Linked DNA regions of Capsicum annuum: region 1 is linked to region 2. Evidence: chromatin contacts called from public Hi-C data. All regions are on one chromosome and are shown on one strand. The core of a region is the stretch at or near the end of the contact, and the rest is flanking DNA. Distances in the headings are between cores, read along the strand shown.

What was found. A called contact is a pair of places that touch in the nucleus more often than the background predicts.
Region 1: a contact with region 2 is called in a Hi-C map of placenta, with 3 times the contacts expected there. The contact joins two enhancer-like sites. A contact is called at or near these places in 2 of 5 Hi-C or Micro-C datasets (leaf and placenta).

The regions. Positions count from the first base shown.
Region 1 is chr2:126,693,348-126,697,565 of UCD10Xv1.1, forward strand. No RefSeq gene overlaps it. Among protein-coding and RNA genes, the nearest start is that of LOC107861194, 7.8 kb to the left of the region's middle. Within about 2 kb of position 2,159, at least 1 of the 5 cell types and tissues checked has an H3K27ac peak or open chromatin away from gene starts, as enhancers often do.
Region 2 is chr2:126,645,294-126,649,223 of UCD10Xv1.1, forward strand. No RefSeq gene overlaps it. Among protein-coding and RNA genes, the nearest start is that of LOC107859313, 11 kb to the left of the region's middle. Within about 2 kb of position 2,033, at least 3 of the 5 cell types and tissues checked have an H3K27ac peak or open chromatin away from gene starts, as enhancers often do.

The DNA.
Region 1 (4,218 bases), core at 909-3,408, 48 kb after region 2:
CAAATATATATAGTATTTTATTTTTTAAAAAAATAAATATTTCATGCCCAAATTCATGTCAAACTTACATTATTTAAATCTCAAAATACAAAATATGTCACATAAATTGAAACAGATGGGAGTAAAATATATTCACAAAGTCCTGTCAGAGTTTTAAAATTGTTTTGTTTGTCTTTTCGGTAGACTTGAACTCAGTTATTTTCAAGAAATAAATAAGAAACCTGAGAAAAAGAGAATGAATTTCAGAAAGGGAAATAAACGCATATCTAAATTTAAAGGAGATAAATTTTTGAAACAAATTGAATCGGTCTTTTAGTTACATTTTAGATAAAAGTGACTGAATTTCAATTTTCTATGGGTTAAGTTTAGGCAAATGATCGAAATCCGGTCATTGATTTAAACTTTACTCATTATGTTTTGGAAAAAAATATAAACATACATCTTAATTCTTATCTTATCATATTTACACAAATTCTCTTTCTTACAAAGTAATTATAAGTATCTCAACTAATTACGTATCCTCATTGGATGTACCGGGAGCTAATTGTGTATCTTGATAGATCCAAAATCGAAAAAAAATAAATCGGTAGCTAATTATGTATCTTTACAAGAAAAAATATATCTTTATTGGATGTATTACGTATCTCGACAGACCCAAAATAAAAAAAATGTATTTTCATTGGATGTATCGAGAGTTAATTACGTATCTCGACAGACCCAACATATAAATTTTCAATAGTTATGCAAAATATCGAAATTTTCTGTAATTAAGCTCCAAAAGGGGACAATATCGAAATTTGCCATTATTTTTTTGAATCAATTACTAGATTTATTTTTTTCGAAAGGGGACCATATAGATATTGATTGTCACGACTTACAGAAACTCGCACTTTATGTAGCGTTCTATATTTATTGTGCCATGTAAAATACACGTGTCTATTTATTTAATTTTATACAAATTTAAATATTTATTTGTGCACATATAAAGTTAGAAGATATAGATGAGACTAAAATCAAGTTAACGAGCATGTATATGTATTATGGCAATGAAATATCCTGATGAATTTAAAGGGACATGTATTAAGCCTTTAAAATATATTACTGTTTCAAAGATATGAAAAATAGTAAGGTCTTTACAGCACCCAAATATAGGTCACGTGCAAATGCGTCCAATATTGATAAAAAACAATGTTGCATTTTAATTATTTCATTAGTAACCTACTTCAATTAGGAGACACATTTTATAACGTTATAAAGAGTTATTACTACATCTATAAGCTTAAGGTCGGATGAATTTGTATTATTAAATGTGGCATTTATTCAAGATGTTAAAGATGAGAATTAAATAGAACATCCAGCTATGACAACAGAAATGATGGAGTATAAAAAGAAAGTAAAAGAAAACTCTTTGATATATCAAATCAAAGAAGAAGAAAGTAACAAAAACTAGTATAATAATGGGAGGTACCAGTACAAATTGCATTGCATGCATTTTCCTAATAGAAATATGTTTGGGTGACGACGATGATCTTGGAAAAACTCTTCGATCTGCAAATGAAGCAGCTCATAAGCCTGTAAATGTTGAAGATTATGTAGAGTGTGACATCATGATGCATGTAGTTGCCCGGGATATTGAATTGGCAATTAAAAAATATCATGAAGGTCAAATTAAACAAGTTATTAATCAGATTGATCATGAGCCCAGTTTAATTAGTTAGCTCGATCAAGAAAACTGTCTTATACATTGTCTTTGTAGCAGAGATGACAAAAGATTAAATAATTCATGAATGGAATAACAAAACCCAAGCATTTATATATATATATATATATTATGGTTAAATAAAAGTAAATGATCAATTAATTAACTTGCCTACATATGGAGTGCGTACAGACAGACATATATATGTTGGCTCAAGCTATTGATCATGCGGATTACTCATAATCAATTTGTTCCCTTCATTATTAATTAGTGTTTATGAGAAAATTATGTCCTAAGAGATCGAGAAAAATGAAGAATAGAATAATGCTCCTCTTATTTCTAGTTAACTAAATTCTCGTATCTACTCCATCAAGTTTCAGCCAGTCACTTAAACTCGAAAAGAAATTTCTCTTATAACTCAAAACAAAATAGAAATTCGGAATCCAATTAGCAAGATATTGGGCCTGTGCTAGGGCCTTCAGGGTTAATATAGCATGGACCGACCCACGACTAGCCCACTAAAAAACGTTTGAACTCCGTTATTTGATAATTATAAATATCAACAATTTTGCAAGTAATTACACTCTCTCCCGCTTTTTTAGTTACTTTACTATCTCTCCCTATTAATATACTCCCGCCATTTCGAATTAGATGGTCCTTTGAACTTTGGCACATCCATTGAGATATCCAATGACTAGGAATATATTTTACCTTTTTACCCTTCTTAACATTGTAAGACTCAACAATTAATTAAGTATGTAAATTGTAGCATATGCATGCATGGATTGAAAATCTTATAGGAATACTAGTAGTACTCCTTGAAAAGAAGAAAAAAGTCAAGTTTCATAAAGTTTGTATTAAAAATGTAAGTGTTATTTTAAAAATTTTTGAAAAGTGTAGTTATATTTAATACTTATTAAGGGTAGAATGGGAAGAATTTGTATAAAATAGTCTTGATCTGATAAGTTGGACAAGTAAATTGAAACAAATTTTTTTAGACAGAGGGCCAACTAATTCGAAACGGAAGGAGTACATAACATAGCCGACATATACATAACATTCTGTCTATATGTTGGGATTTTTGTAATATGTTTAGAGAGTTGGAATTTTTTGTAATATTGAAAACATAAGTTGTGCATGTGTAATTTTTAGTTTTTTTTTTTTTTGATCGATTAGTAGCATTTTATTTTTTGAAAAGGGAACCATATGGATAAAGAATTTGTTGATTGTCACGACTCATAGTAACTCTCCTCAATTTAAAAAAGAATAATTTTTTTTGTAATACTTTAATTTAAACTTTCCACATGACATGTTTAGGACCACAAGATTAAAGGATATTTTGATACATTTGACACAACGTTAATTTAAAATCACAAGATTCAAAAATCTTTTTTATTTTCTTAAATTTTACATCAAGTCAGAATAAGTCATTCTTTTTTTAAACGGATGGAGTATATATATTATATTATGTCATGTAAGATATATGTGTCTACTTAATCAATTTTATACAAATTTAAGTGTTTCTTCGTGTACATCTAAAATTGGAGGACATAAATAAAAAGTGAGACCAAATTAAAAAGCATGTATATGTATTATGCTAATATAATATCCTCATGAATTTTAAAGGTTATGTATTAAGCCTTTAAAATATTTTACTGTTTCAATATATGAAAAATCGTAAGGTCTTTACGGCAACAATATATAGGTCACGAGCAAATGTGTCCAATATTGGTGAAAAACAATGAAAACAATGTTGCATTTAATTATTTTCATTAACAACCAAAACTAAACTTTCCCTCCTACTTCAATTAGGAGACACATTCTATAACGTATAAAGTTATTACTATATCTATAAGTTAAGGTTAGATGAGCTTGTATTATTAAATGTCGCATTTATTCAAGATGAAAATTAAATAGAACATAAATCCTAATCAATGCATGCATGCAGATTAATTATGACTACAGAAATGATGGAGTATAAAAGAAAGTAAAAGAAAACTGTTTGATATATCAAATCTAAGAAGAAGAAAGTAACAAAAATATGATAATGGCACGAACCACAAATTCCACTACATGCATTATTTTCCTAATAGTATTAGTATTTGTTCCTGAAATATGTTGTTGGATCTGCGAATGACATAACTCATAAGGATATGAAAATTATTCAAAGGACAAATGTTCCGATGCATTATTGCATCAAATTTCTGAGGATATTGAATTAGCAATTATGAAATATCATGAAGGTCAAATTAAAAAAGAACGAACCTTGTGCAATTTATTTATTTGATTCTCCATTCCCAGTGGGAGCTTCAGTAGATATTGATCGTCTTCACCGGCATCTCTTGAAAAGTAAGGCTGAAGCTCTCTCAATATTAACAAGAAGCAAGGGATATTTTGGACCTGTCTTGAGCCCAGCATAGTTAGCTCAACAAAACTGTCTTATATTTACTATGTAGTGTATGTGGAGAATTATGAAATAGACAAAAGATAATTATATTCATGAATGAAATTAATAAAAA
Region 2 (3,930 bases), core at 783-3,282:
AGCTCCTCTCTGGACATCTTTTGTTCTGATTAAATAACCATCATAATAAAACCAGAAGAAAAATGAAACTTGACTCATATGCCTGCCCAGACGTGACATCCCCTTGCCTGATCATTGCTATGTAACGGGAAATTCTACCGTGTAATTACTTCAGTTAGGGATAGCAAAGGAAATTTTTTTTAAGGAAAATAAGCTGGCTCTAGGTTTGTCTGAGAGAATTATCTGCCAATTTTAACTTTATTAGAGTCTGATGTCAGTCAGATAACTATAACAGGGGATGCAGTTAAGTATTCTAAAGTTGGTTTCTCATTGTTAGGTCAAAAGAGTGGAGGCAACTAATAGATTAGGTAGACATAATTTTCAGTGTCTGGTATTTTAAGTCAACTGGAGGCACAAGGACTTTGTCCATCGCATCATGGAGATAGTTTTTTTTTCTGTAGACTGAGGTGAATTTAATGCGAGTTCTCTAGATTCAATTGAACTCGATTTTTTTTCTCGAATTATGTATATATGTATACACGAAGAGAATTTAAAATGTGAAGATGCTACAGTTATTCTGAACTTGGGACTTTCGATTTTGGATTCATTTAATGCCTTTAGTAACAGCAAGGATGAATTATGAATACATGTACATGTAGGAACTTCTTAGCTCTAGTCCCAGCTTTTCACGAAGACGGAGTTCAGGATTAAGACAAAGTTTTTGTGATCGACAGTTGTTTTTTTCTTCTTCATGATTTTGTTCCCTCTTGTGATATGAATATTTATTATGTTTGATCAAAACATTGATTACCATATTGTACACAACACTTCTAAGTGATTCTGAAATGTTGAGCAGAACAAAAAGAAATAAAGGCTGACTTTTGCTTCTTCCATCCTATGTTGCAAAAGGCTGCAATTTTTCCTTAATTACCTAGTAATGTATTTATTTATTTATTTGACTTGGATTATAGGTTTCTTGCAAGAGAAACATGTCAAAGGGTTTTGTCCTGATTTTCTTACCAAGTTTAAGTTTTACTTTTCTTGAAAAATAAATAAAAGTAATACCATAATTACTTTAACATATATAAAACTTTTTCATATTTGACAAACTTCTTTTTTGGTGAAAAGCTTTTGGAACTTTATAAATAGAACACCCCCGTTTCATATCATAACACAGTAACATTCACAATGTAGTCATTTACGAGTCTCCCAATAATTTTATGTTTTCTTTAATATTAGTTTTTATGTGTAGGTCAATTGGCCAAATATATCAATAATATGTCTTTTTAATATATTTTTATCTGTCATCTGAATAATCACCGCCTTGGTTTGCAAACTCTAAGCTTTCGCATGATGCCTCTCGATTTCGAATCCAACAAAACATGACTATCAAGAATATGGATATATCTGCTTAGTGCAAGAGACACATGGCTATAAAGAATTTGAAAATATCTGCGTTCTTATATTTTATTGAAGTTTAGCTTTGAGGGAATGCATAAATCAGTGAATATCCTGAATTCTAGAGCATACTGTAGTGAAAGATTCTTACTGCAATCTTATTTCATATCCGTTCCCCTGCTCTGCTGAATCTATGATAATTGAAGATGGCTATTCTCTGCTGATATAGTAATTTTAAGTTTCGGCATGTCATTCTTTAACCAGAGTACTTTATCAAAGTTAGATTTTTTTAATTCTCTGGACAGGAAATGATAGAGAAACTATTCTCTTAAGATTTGACAAGAAGATTATCCAAATACCTAATTTGGATAATGTTGTGCGATGATCTTGAACTTTTTTTAATTTAATCCCTGACTTTACTGTTGATGTTGAGGTGCTGTTCTCATCTTTAGTTCCTATTGGCTTTTGCATTAGAAAAAACTGTTCTTTTTTCTGCTCGACTCACTGTATGAGTTTCATGTTTATCAGAAATGACTAATCCATTTGGTATCTATTTGCTGATGAATTGGCTGTTGACGTATAATGAGCCGTTCAGCGAATGAGCTTCCGTCCCCATCAGCATCTAGTCAAAATAGCTGAATTCCCTGCTGTATATTCACTATTTTTATCAAAGTCATCCTCCATAATCTGTCCATGTCATTTCCTAGATGTGGTCCTCACCAAATCCTTATGCATGGGCCAAAAAAAGCAAACTTATAGTACCTTTTAACATATGCTGACACAAAGAGGGTTGACTTTATCTTCTGGGGATTAACTTAAATTCATAAATGGACACTGCAGACCTCATGCCTAAAATTTACTGGATAGTGAAATTTGTTTAGATTCAAACTGCAAAAGAGGATGTTAAAAGTATACTTTTCAAGTAAAGACAAAAAAGTTTGTGCTTCTTGAATCAGTTTCCTCTAACTAAAGGTTTGCAAGTGTATAAAAAATTGTCGAACATTACGAGCAGTCACAGCAAGAAATGTATATAAATGGAACTCTCAAGCTGTTGTGAAACACTTGAGTCTTACAGCTGTTGGCTAGTAACTGCAACTTCTTGAATGATAAATACAATGTCTATGTTTAAGTCTTTAGCTTGCATCATTTTGCTCTTGCTTTCATCTGCATTACTCGAGGCTCGCCCCTTGAGGCCTATTAGGATTGCCAGGGAAGCATTGGAGGAAGAATTCGAAAGAGAGAAGCAGAAATATGGCGCCCGCGATTGGCCTCAGCGTGTCAGTCCAGGAGGACCTGACCCTCATCACCATTTTAAACACTTCTGATCAGAAAAGTTAAATTGTCTTGCCAGTTGCCTGGACTAAGGAGTAAAATTACTAGGGAAGTGGAAAACAAGAATCCTGATCCTGTATCTAGTGTCTTTATTGCTTGGATCCTTGTAAAATGCTAGTGTGTGTCGGATTCTTCAAAAGTAGATATATTTTTGGCGGATCCGACAAGGGTGTGACGGCATTTTTGAAGGATCCGAGACATTTCTAGTGAAAGATACGTATAGGACCCCAACTGATCAACTCGAACCTTTGTCTAAAGGCAAATTAAGGAAAAAGTACATTAGCACACTACAGCCCCTTTTGTAATAAATTTATCAGATGTTTTAGTACTGGTTGCTTCACTTGTTATGTGGATTGTTATTTTGTTCTCTTTTCTCTTGTATTTTGCTTTTTGAGTTGAGGTCTACCAGAAACAACCTCTCTACTCCGCAGAGATAGTGATATGGTTTGTGTACATCTTACCCTCTCCCGCCACATGTGGGATTACACTGGGCATGTTGTTGTTGTATGATTAATATTTCATCAGAGTAATTTCATGCATTGCCATATTCGTTTCAAGCGTCAAACTCCCAGTGTAATCTCTTTATGTCTCTGAATTAATTCTGTTGTGACTTGTACGGTTGGCTTTCTTTTGATCAGTTTTATCTTCATCAGAATATTCCGAACTATTGTCTAGTAAAGTAATTAATACATTGGAGCCCTAATTTAACTAATTATTTTATCCTACATTAATTCGCCTAGCTAAGTTTCATCTGGATCAAGTGTTGGTGTTCACGAAAAGTTTTGTCTCACAACTCTTGATCTAAGTACTAAATAGAGTAATTCAAATACACAGTCAAATATCGGATGTTTTTGTACTATATATATATATATATATATATATATATATATATATATACCGATGGGTTGTGCTAGCACGGGTCCAATATAAATTATTTTTTTTCTTTAATTTATGTGACACAAATAAAATTTAGATAATTAATCATATTTTTAATATATTTTTAAATATTTTAAGCTGTTAACCATTGTAATTTTTAGTACTTTTTTATGTAATTTTTAAATAATACATGCTACTCTCTTGTCCAATCGTTTGTGGCATTGATAGTCAATTATATTTTAAAAATAATGTAAGGTTTAAATTATTGTGATTTATAATAATTTCTCGTCCATTCTACTAATTAGAAGTGACATAGTAAAATTATCATTTTATATCTATTTTTTA